2 separate regions of the Capsicum annuum genome follow, and region 1 is linked to region 2. A link is a contact called in public Hi-C data. All regions are on one chromosome and are shown on one strand. Each heading gives the region's core, a stretch centred on a gene start, on an enhancer-like site or on the middle of the called end of the contact. The rest is flanking DNA. Distances are from core to core; before and after follow the strand shown. Region 1 holds the start of LOC107857258 (AT-hook motif nuclear-localized protein 8-like). Region 2 overlaps LOC107854966 (copper methylamine oxidase).

What was found. A called contact is a pair of places that touch in the nucleus more often than the background predicts.
Region 1: a contact with region 2 is called in a Hi-C map of leaf, with 2.0 times the contacts expected there. The contact joins the promoter of LOC107857258 here to the enhancer-like site in region 2. A contact is called at or near these places in 2 of 5 Hi-C or Micro-C datasets (leaf and placenta).

What each region holds. Positions count from the first base shown.
Region 1 is chr1:221,675,107-221,678,833 of UCD10Xv1.1, reverse strand. It overlaps LOC107857258 (AT-hook motif nuclear-localized protein 8-like), which reads left to right and starts at 1,966. Exons shown (of 5, transcript XM_047409055.1): 1 at 1,966-2,652; 2 at 3,491-3,540. The coding sequence starts at 2,574.
Region 2 is chr1:221,080,964-221,084,540 of UCD10Xv1.1, reverse strand. It overlaps LOC107854966 (copper methylamine oxidase), which reads right to left. Exons shown (of 12, transcript XM_047409026.1): 12 at 2,901-3,263. The coding sequence ends at 3,126. It also overlaps the pseudogene LOC124898821. Among protein-coding and RNA genes, the nearest start is that of LOC107854966, 18 kb to the right of the region's middle. Within about 2 kb of position 1,865, at least 4 of the 5 cell types and tissues checked have an H3K27ac peak or open chromatin away from gene starts, as enhancers often do. A contact at or near this core is called in leaf, where this site is marked.

The DNA of each region.
Region 1 (3,727 bases), core at 717-3,216, 590 kb before region 2:
CTCTCTAGTGGAATTATCACTGTTGACTATGTAAAGTCAAAGAATAATGTGTCAGATCCACTTACAAAAGGCATGTCTAGAGAAGGAGTTGAGAGGACATCCAAGGGAATGAGTTTACAGCCTAGGACAAGTCAGTATGACGGTAACTCTACCTAGCAGACTGGAGATCCCAAGAGCTAGGTTCAAGGAGATCAAACAAAGTTGTGTCTGACAGGTTCAACATTGTCAATATACCCAACCCATTCTCATGATGCAGACAATGTTTAGTAAACTTGGATAAGACTTATGGTGTGAAGTCTTTTAATAATTATCTAAATTTGGCAGATTTGACCAAATAGTTTAATTTACAAGATTGAACGTTTAGAAATCACCTATGTGAGGGCGAAGTCAAATCCGCTTTAAGGAGAATGTTAGTAAAGGCCTATTCTTTAAGCTCTCATGAGACCGGAACGTATTCATGACTAAAATGAACAAAATCGTGAGAACCATAAACGGTAAAAGGTTGATTGTGTGACATTTGTTGTCTAGGTGTACATTAAAGCTCAACGGTTCAAAGATATCAAATCTAATGATTGAATGAGTGCATCCAATGCATATTCACTATGAAAAGTTCAAAGGGAAGCCCACTTATCCAGATGCAATCAGTTTTTGCTTGATGATCGCATACTTGTCCGTAAGGTTTTACAAAGAATAGTCATTCTCATTCATGTGGGGGATTGTTGGGTTCAATTGGTGCGAATGGAAAATAGAGGGACACAACTTTTTGAGGAAAAGATACATTATTTTAAAAAAGGAGTGACTGTTCGGATAGTGGTATCTGTTCAGAAAAAAAGACACAATGTTTCGAATGAATAAACATGACTCTTCCAAGGGATACACCTTTTCGGATGAACCATTGCCTCCTTTCGGAAGGGGCACTTTATGGCTATATAAACCTGCATTTTTTCCACAGGTTTAGTATGAAAAATTTCTATATAAGAAAAATATTTTCTTGCTTCTAAAAACTCTGTGTGATCATCTCCCGTTGAGTGAGTTCGAAGAAAACCAGAAAGTTTGAGGTACCGCTACATTCTGGTTGTGAAGTCATTTTATCCTGGGAGGAAAATTCCACAATCTCGGATATTTGAGGGAAATTATTTTTTTAAGGACACTCCGTGAATTCGGAGGACTTGAATTTTCTGCTTTATCTATTTTTCTTTAAGACTGAAAATATACTTCTTTGGAAGATCATTTTGATCTTGTGTTGAAGGTTTTGGATAAGTTTTCTTAATTTTTTCTTGAACTTGTGTTGAAATAGGTTGTGAAAATATAGATTTTGTGTACTCGAAAAACAACAACAATTGTATTTCAAAATCTTTTCCAAGTTCTTTCCACCATACTTGCGAGAATATCTTTGTAAAAAGATATTTTTTAAAAATAATTATATAATTTATGTTATTTGAATGCATCAAATCAAATTACATATAAAAAGATTATTTATATAAATATAACTAGTGCAAATATTATTAATACAAGTATTATTAACATAATATTTTAGGCCAGTGCGCACGGTCCCAAACGACCTCCCAAGATCTTGTACATATTTTCTCAAATGTTGAGATTGAGTACCTGCTAACAAATTGTCATTTAAACTTCTTTATGTGTAAAAGTAACCTTGAGAGAAAATGTGTTTCCGATCAGCTTTCATATTATGTAAGTTTTTCTTTTTCTCTAGTTGCATCAAATTCAATTTGATGAGAAAATTCTATAGAAAAACTATAAATTCTTCCTCAGGTATTTTGTTTTAAATCTTAGTTTTAATTATGGACGGAAATTGCTATTTGTTCAGGTTAATTAGAAAGCTTTGTTTCTCTTTTAGCAGAATGAGGCAAGGATATTTTGGGTACTGTTGAGATGCTGCTTATGGAGATCAAGGTGACCTTCTACTATTTGGGGAAAACATTGACTTATGTTTGAGCTTTTCTGATACAGAATTTATTAACTTTATTACATTAATTCTACTTTTGGATTTTGGTTATCTCTTGCATCACGTGTTAACTCCATTCTTTCAAATTTGACTGTATCCGGGAATTCACTTGTGTTCTCATTGTCGCCTAATCTCTTGTGTATTCAAATTGTTGACACCTGCTTTTTAACGTGTTCTTAATGTTTGGCATAAACCTTAGTAAGATGTCACTATAGTCGTTGATTGGATGCCTCTTTCTTGTTTTCTTTTGTCGTCTTGCTAGTGGGTTGGGGATTAAGGGCGAGAAAAGTCGACCTTTCAATTTGGGTACCATATGTTGATCAAATATGATCCGGTAAATCCTAAATTTTGGATTGCGCTTTGTTAATGCTATGAGTAGGATTATGTCTGTATAAAGAAGTAATCAAAGATTTTCCAATATGGGCTTATTTGAATTCTGTCCTTAGTTAGAAAAAAACCAATTGTATTTGCGAACCAAATAAGCTGCATTTATTACTTTCCCAGTGTGTAATCTAGTCTGGATTGTATTATATAACCCCTCTAAAGACTATATCTCTTCTCCTCGGTAATATCGGCTCGAATCAAAAATATCAAACAACAAAAGAAAATGGGAGTCGATAGCCCATTTCTGCTTGCCCTTGCGGCCTCTTCGTTGCTTCCTAGAAAGGAAAAAGATGAAGCTAATGGTACTGACTAATTAATTTTTTTGGTTCTATTTTTGTTGATTTTGAATTTTTTCTGAGTTTGTTTCACACAAGTCTCGTGTTTTCAAAATCTGTAGACTTTACAAAACCTCTATGAATGAAAGAAAAGGATTATGGAGAATGGTTCTCTCTTTCTTTCTTTCTAGATTTCTAGAGATATAATCCTTTTTCTTAACCCGTGGAACTTGTACTTTCTCCCATCCCCTTAATCTACGCAAAAGGAAAAAGGAAGAAAATCTCTCCTCCCCCATCTCGATGAAAAATAAAATAAAATAGAAGTTGAATAGAAAGAAAGCTGAATGTACAAATGTTGCGCAATCTATGACCTCTTAAAATTTCTATTGCTCAAAGTATCTGGGGTTTGATTCGGGGCAATGGTGAGATTGATGAGTATGTCACGCATCGTATTGGGGCAGGGTGGTTGAAATGGAGGCTCGCTTCGGGAGTTTTATGTGATAAGAAGGTGCTTCTGAGGTGGTGGTATGGTCTGCGTACACTTTACCCTCCCAAGACCCCACTATGTGGGAATATAGTGGGTATGTTGTCGTTATTGTTGTTGTAAAGTATTTCTTGTAAGGTCAGGTTAAATGTGCCTGTGCGTAAAGAATAGAGAGGATTATGTGTTACGGATCTCAAAACTCTCAACTTACCATACCCTTTTGCGTTGTTTGCATATTTTACGTTGATGCTCTTGACACATATGGCATAATCAGTGCTCCTGTCATTTCAACATTTACGGTGTGCATGTAATAACGCATTCATCGGATACACGGTATATAAGTTTGGAAAATTAACATTCATATTACATTTATTTGTGCAGAAAAAAAGCGTGAAGCACATTGGGATATGTTGTTTATCAGGCGAGGACAGGTCTGATTTTTGTACTTCTCCGGTGTTTATATTCTTTTGCACTTGAAAATTACTCTAGTTCTTTCTGCTATTTTCTTCTCTAACATTAGTATTTATCTATATGCTTTTGTTTGGTGCCTCCGTGATTTCCTAATTGTCCTTCCGTGTAATGTATTTCCGATTCCATTCAAGTTTGCTTCTGGATCCT
Region 2 (3,577 bases), core at 616-3,115:
CGGGAGCCCAAAACGGGGATGGATCTGGCTCTGATACTAGAGTCAAGAATGGACCTTGGGCCTAACTCAACCCCAAAAACTAGTTCAAGAGGTGAGGATTACCCAAGTCATATAAGCAAACTACAAGTTCATTCTCCAACCAATGTGGGACTTTTACCCACTCTAACAGCTTCAGCTCAATTGCCATTGACAGCCATTGGAGGTGAGCTTGAGCTGAGAAAAGAAGATAATAGAAAGAACCTTATTGGTTAAGGAAAAATGAATATGATAACTGCATTGTGCTCATCACAGTACATTTATACTACTCTGATCCAGTTGTCATCTAATCAAATTTTTTGTAACTAACTTGTACACGCGGCTAACTACGTACGTACACTATTCATTAAACAATTATATCTACTGCATAGCTAAAATATCTAAGCTGGTCAACCCTAACTCATAGTCATGTTATGCCTATTTCATCGCTTCTCAGTTCATTAATAGTTGTAATCTGTTGGTGGTGATTTGTCCTATTAAATCTCCCTCTTCCCAATTCCTCAAATTTTTCTTGATTTTATAAATCTAAAGTTGTTACATTTATGGTGATTTAGATATGTAATACATATGCCAGACAACCTACCTTTGGATAGAGCAGCACCACTATTAGGAGCTGGGATTACAGTGTACACTCCTATGAAAGATAGCTACTTGTTAGAAACATCAGGGAAGAGAATAGGTGTGGCTGGTTTAGGAGGTTTGGGCCATCTGGCTATAAAGTTTGGCAAAGCGTATGGGCACCATGTAACTATGCTTAGCACCTCTCCATCCAAAGAGAAAGATGCAAAGGAGCTATAAGGTGCAGATGATTTTGTTTTAACCTCCAATGAGGACGAAATGAAGGTAATTAGTGTCTCTTCTCTTTCTTAAAATTTCATAGTTTCATATAATTAAATCTCGTATATGAAGATCATGTATAAACCTGATATGCATGATTGATAGTAACTTTTTCTCAAGTTACAGGGAAAAAAAGACCATCTTTGAAAAAGAGTTCCTACTCTATCCTTTTCAATTTAGTTATGTGATGGTGTTTTACTATATAACAAAGTTTAAGAAATAAAACTTTTAAAACTTATGATCATAAAAGCATCATTATGACGTCATTCTTATTACTATAAAAAATGTCATTAAAGGTTAATTGTAAGTCAAACTATTCCAAATATGAAAACTTGTAATTTGTTTTTTGGGAAAAAAGTTAAAAAGAAAGTAGTCACATAAAATGTTTTACATAAAGTTAAAGAAAAAAGATAGAATAATTTAGATTTTACATGAAATAAATGATGAATGAGTTGCATGATATCATTCTGGAGGCTAGTACTGAATTAGAGATTAATTGTTTAATAAAATGCCACTTAATAAAATAACATACCAATTGTGGGTGTAAGATTTCTAAAACATAAATAAATAAATACAATACAATACGAAATCTATTTTTAATTTATTATTTTTCAAAACTACATGAAGCTAAGTACTCAATGCTGTCGAGGGTGATACACCTCTCTACCTGATATAAAGGTAAGATCTTCGTACATTTTACTCTCCCCAATTTAATTTTATCGGAATATATTGAATATGTTATTATTATACATGAAGTACTCAATATTGACAATCTACAAAAAGAAACGAGAACAAAAAGAACTAATGTTTTTATTCATAGATGAGGAAGAGAAGCCTCGACTTTATTGTGGACACTGTGTCAACAAAGCACCCCATTGGGCCTTACTTGGAGTTGCTCAAGGTAAACGGAACCCTAGCAAAGGTGGGTGCACCTTCTAAGCCTTTGGACTTTCCGATATTGCCCTTGATATATGGTACGTGTTACACTAATTAACCTTTTACTTATTTATTTACTTCCCCTAATCCTCAATAGTAAGACACGGAGGCCAAGGACTAGCGTAGTGAGTTAGTCAAGTGTTTTCTACTTCTAGTAGTATGATTTAGGTACCACATAGTCTTTTCTCTTTCTTTCCCTCTCTTTTTTTTCTCATCAATGTGTATTAATATCTAAGTTACAGTACTTGTTGTGTGCAATGTTATCTTGTTCTCACTTTTTCTTTCTTACTTTCTTGCTTTTTTTGAGTCGAGAGTCTATTAGAAACAATCCCTTTTTCCCACTAAAGATAAATGTAAGGTCTTTATATATCTTACCCTTCCCAAACCTCACTTGTGGAATTACATTGGGTATTTGATTGTTTTATAGTTTCTTTATTAGCTAATTCAATAATAAAATGTTTTGATGATCAATGTATAGGGAAGAGAACGGTGAAGGGAAGCATCATAGGAAGCATAAAAGAGATTCAAGAATGGACTTCTGTGGAGAACAAGACATTTTGAGTGACATTGAAATTGTATCAACTGATAAAACTAATGAAGCATTTAATAGACTTGAAAAGAATGATGCTAGGTTCCGATTTGTTCTTGACATTACTGGCAAATCAAAACTAGAAAATTAGGGAAAGAGAAAGAACATAAACTATTTTTGTGTTTCTATTTAATTGTAATTCATATTGGTTAAAACTTCCACAAGTAATATAACTTGGGGCATTCCAATTGCAACAATTAGATTGCACCGTTATAATTTATCTGCCTTTGTTTAGATCGTACACAACTAACTACACAACCATATTTGACCCTTTTCCGATTTTATAATGTACCCAATTTGATCCAATCTTTAGCTTTAATCACCTGCGTTGTTCATGATTTCATCTGAGTCTTTTACAGAAAATTAGACTTCAAGTCTGCTATTAAGAAGACATGAAAAAAGTATATGTTTAACGGTCATGTGTCACACAGTATACAAAATAGCCTTGCTTGTGAAGGGGTCATATATAGTACATAGTACAGATGAATGCAAAGACCGATAGTTGCTCCAAGACCGGCTTTTATTAGTTTTTCTTGTGACATTGTTCAAGATTAATACAAAACATGGCTTTCTTTGCTTAAACATGCCATATACTAGACTAGTAATATCCCATGTCCCTGCACCTACTAATTCAATACTCCATCAAAAGAAAAATGAAGTTTTATTTTCTGTATATCCGTTGGTGCAGTAATAAGAGAGGGAGGCTCATGTCATATGAAAAATTCTTTCAAAGCTTAGCCATCAAACCAGTGGGAGTGTGCTTTGCTACACTATTTTCTGTGACATCACTGTCTCTGCTTTCTAAGTCACATCCAAGAGGCGGAGGGACATCAACGGCTGGAGAGCAGTTAAAGAATCCATGTGGCTGCACCAACAAACTGGAAATAAGCAATGCGTAAATCTGGAAAGGCAAGGACAAAGGAACCAAAATTGTATATGCACAGGCCAGCTCAAGTACTGAAGCATAGCATCATGGCTCAAACCGAGCCGATAAAAACCATTAAAGATTTTGTGCATTTTGTAAGAATCCACGTTCTTCATTGTTTAGAGCAACAAATACTAATGCTGAACTTTGTTCTTAGTTCTTACTATGCGATGCATCTATGCTGTTAAGGATGCATCTACACTAGTATTATTCTTGCATATTCTTTCTCCTTTAAGGTAATGTTTTACTCGAGT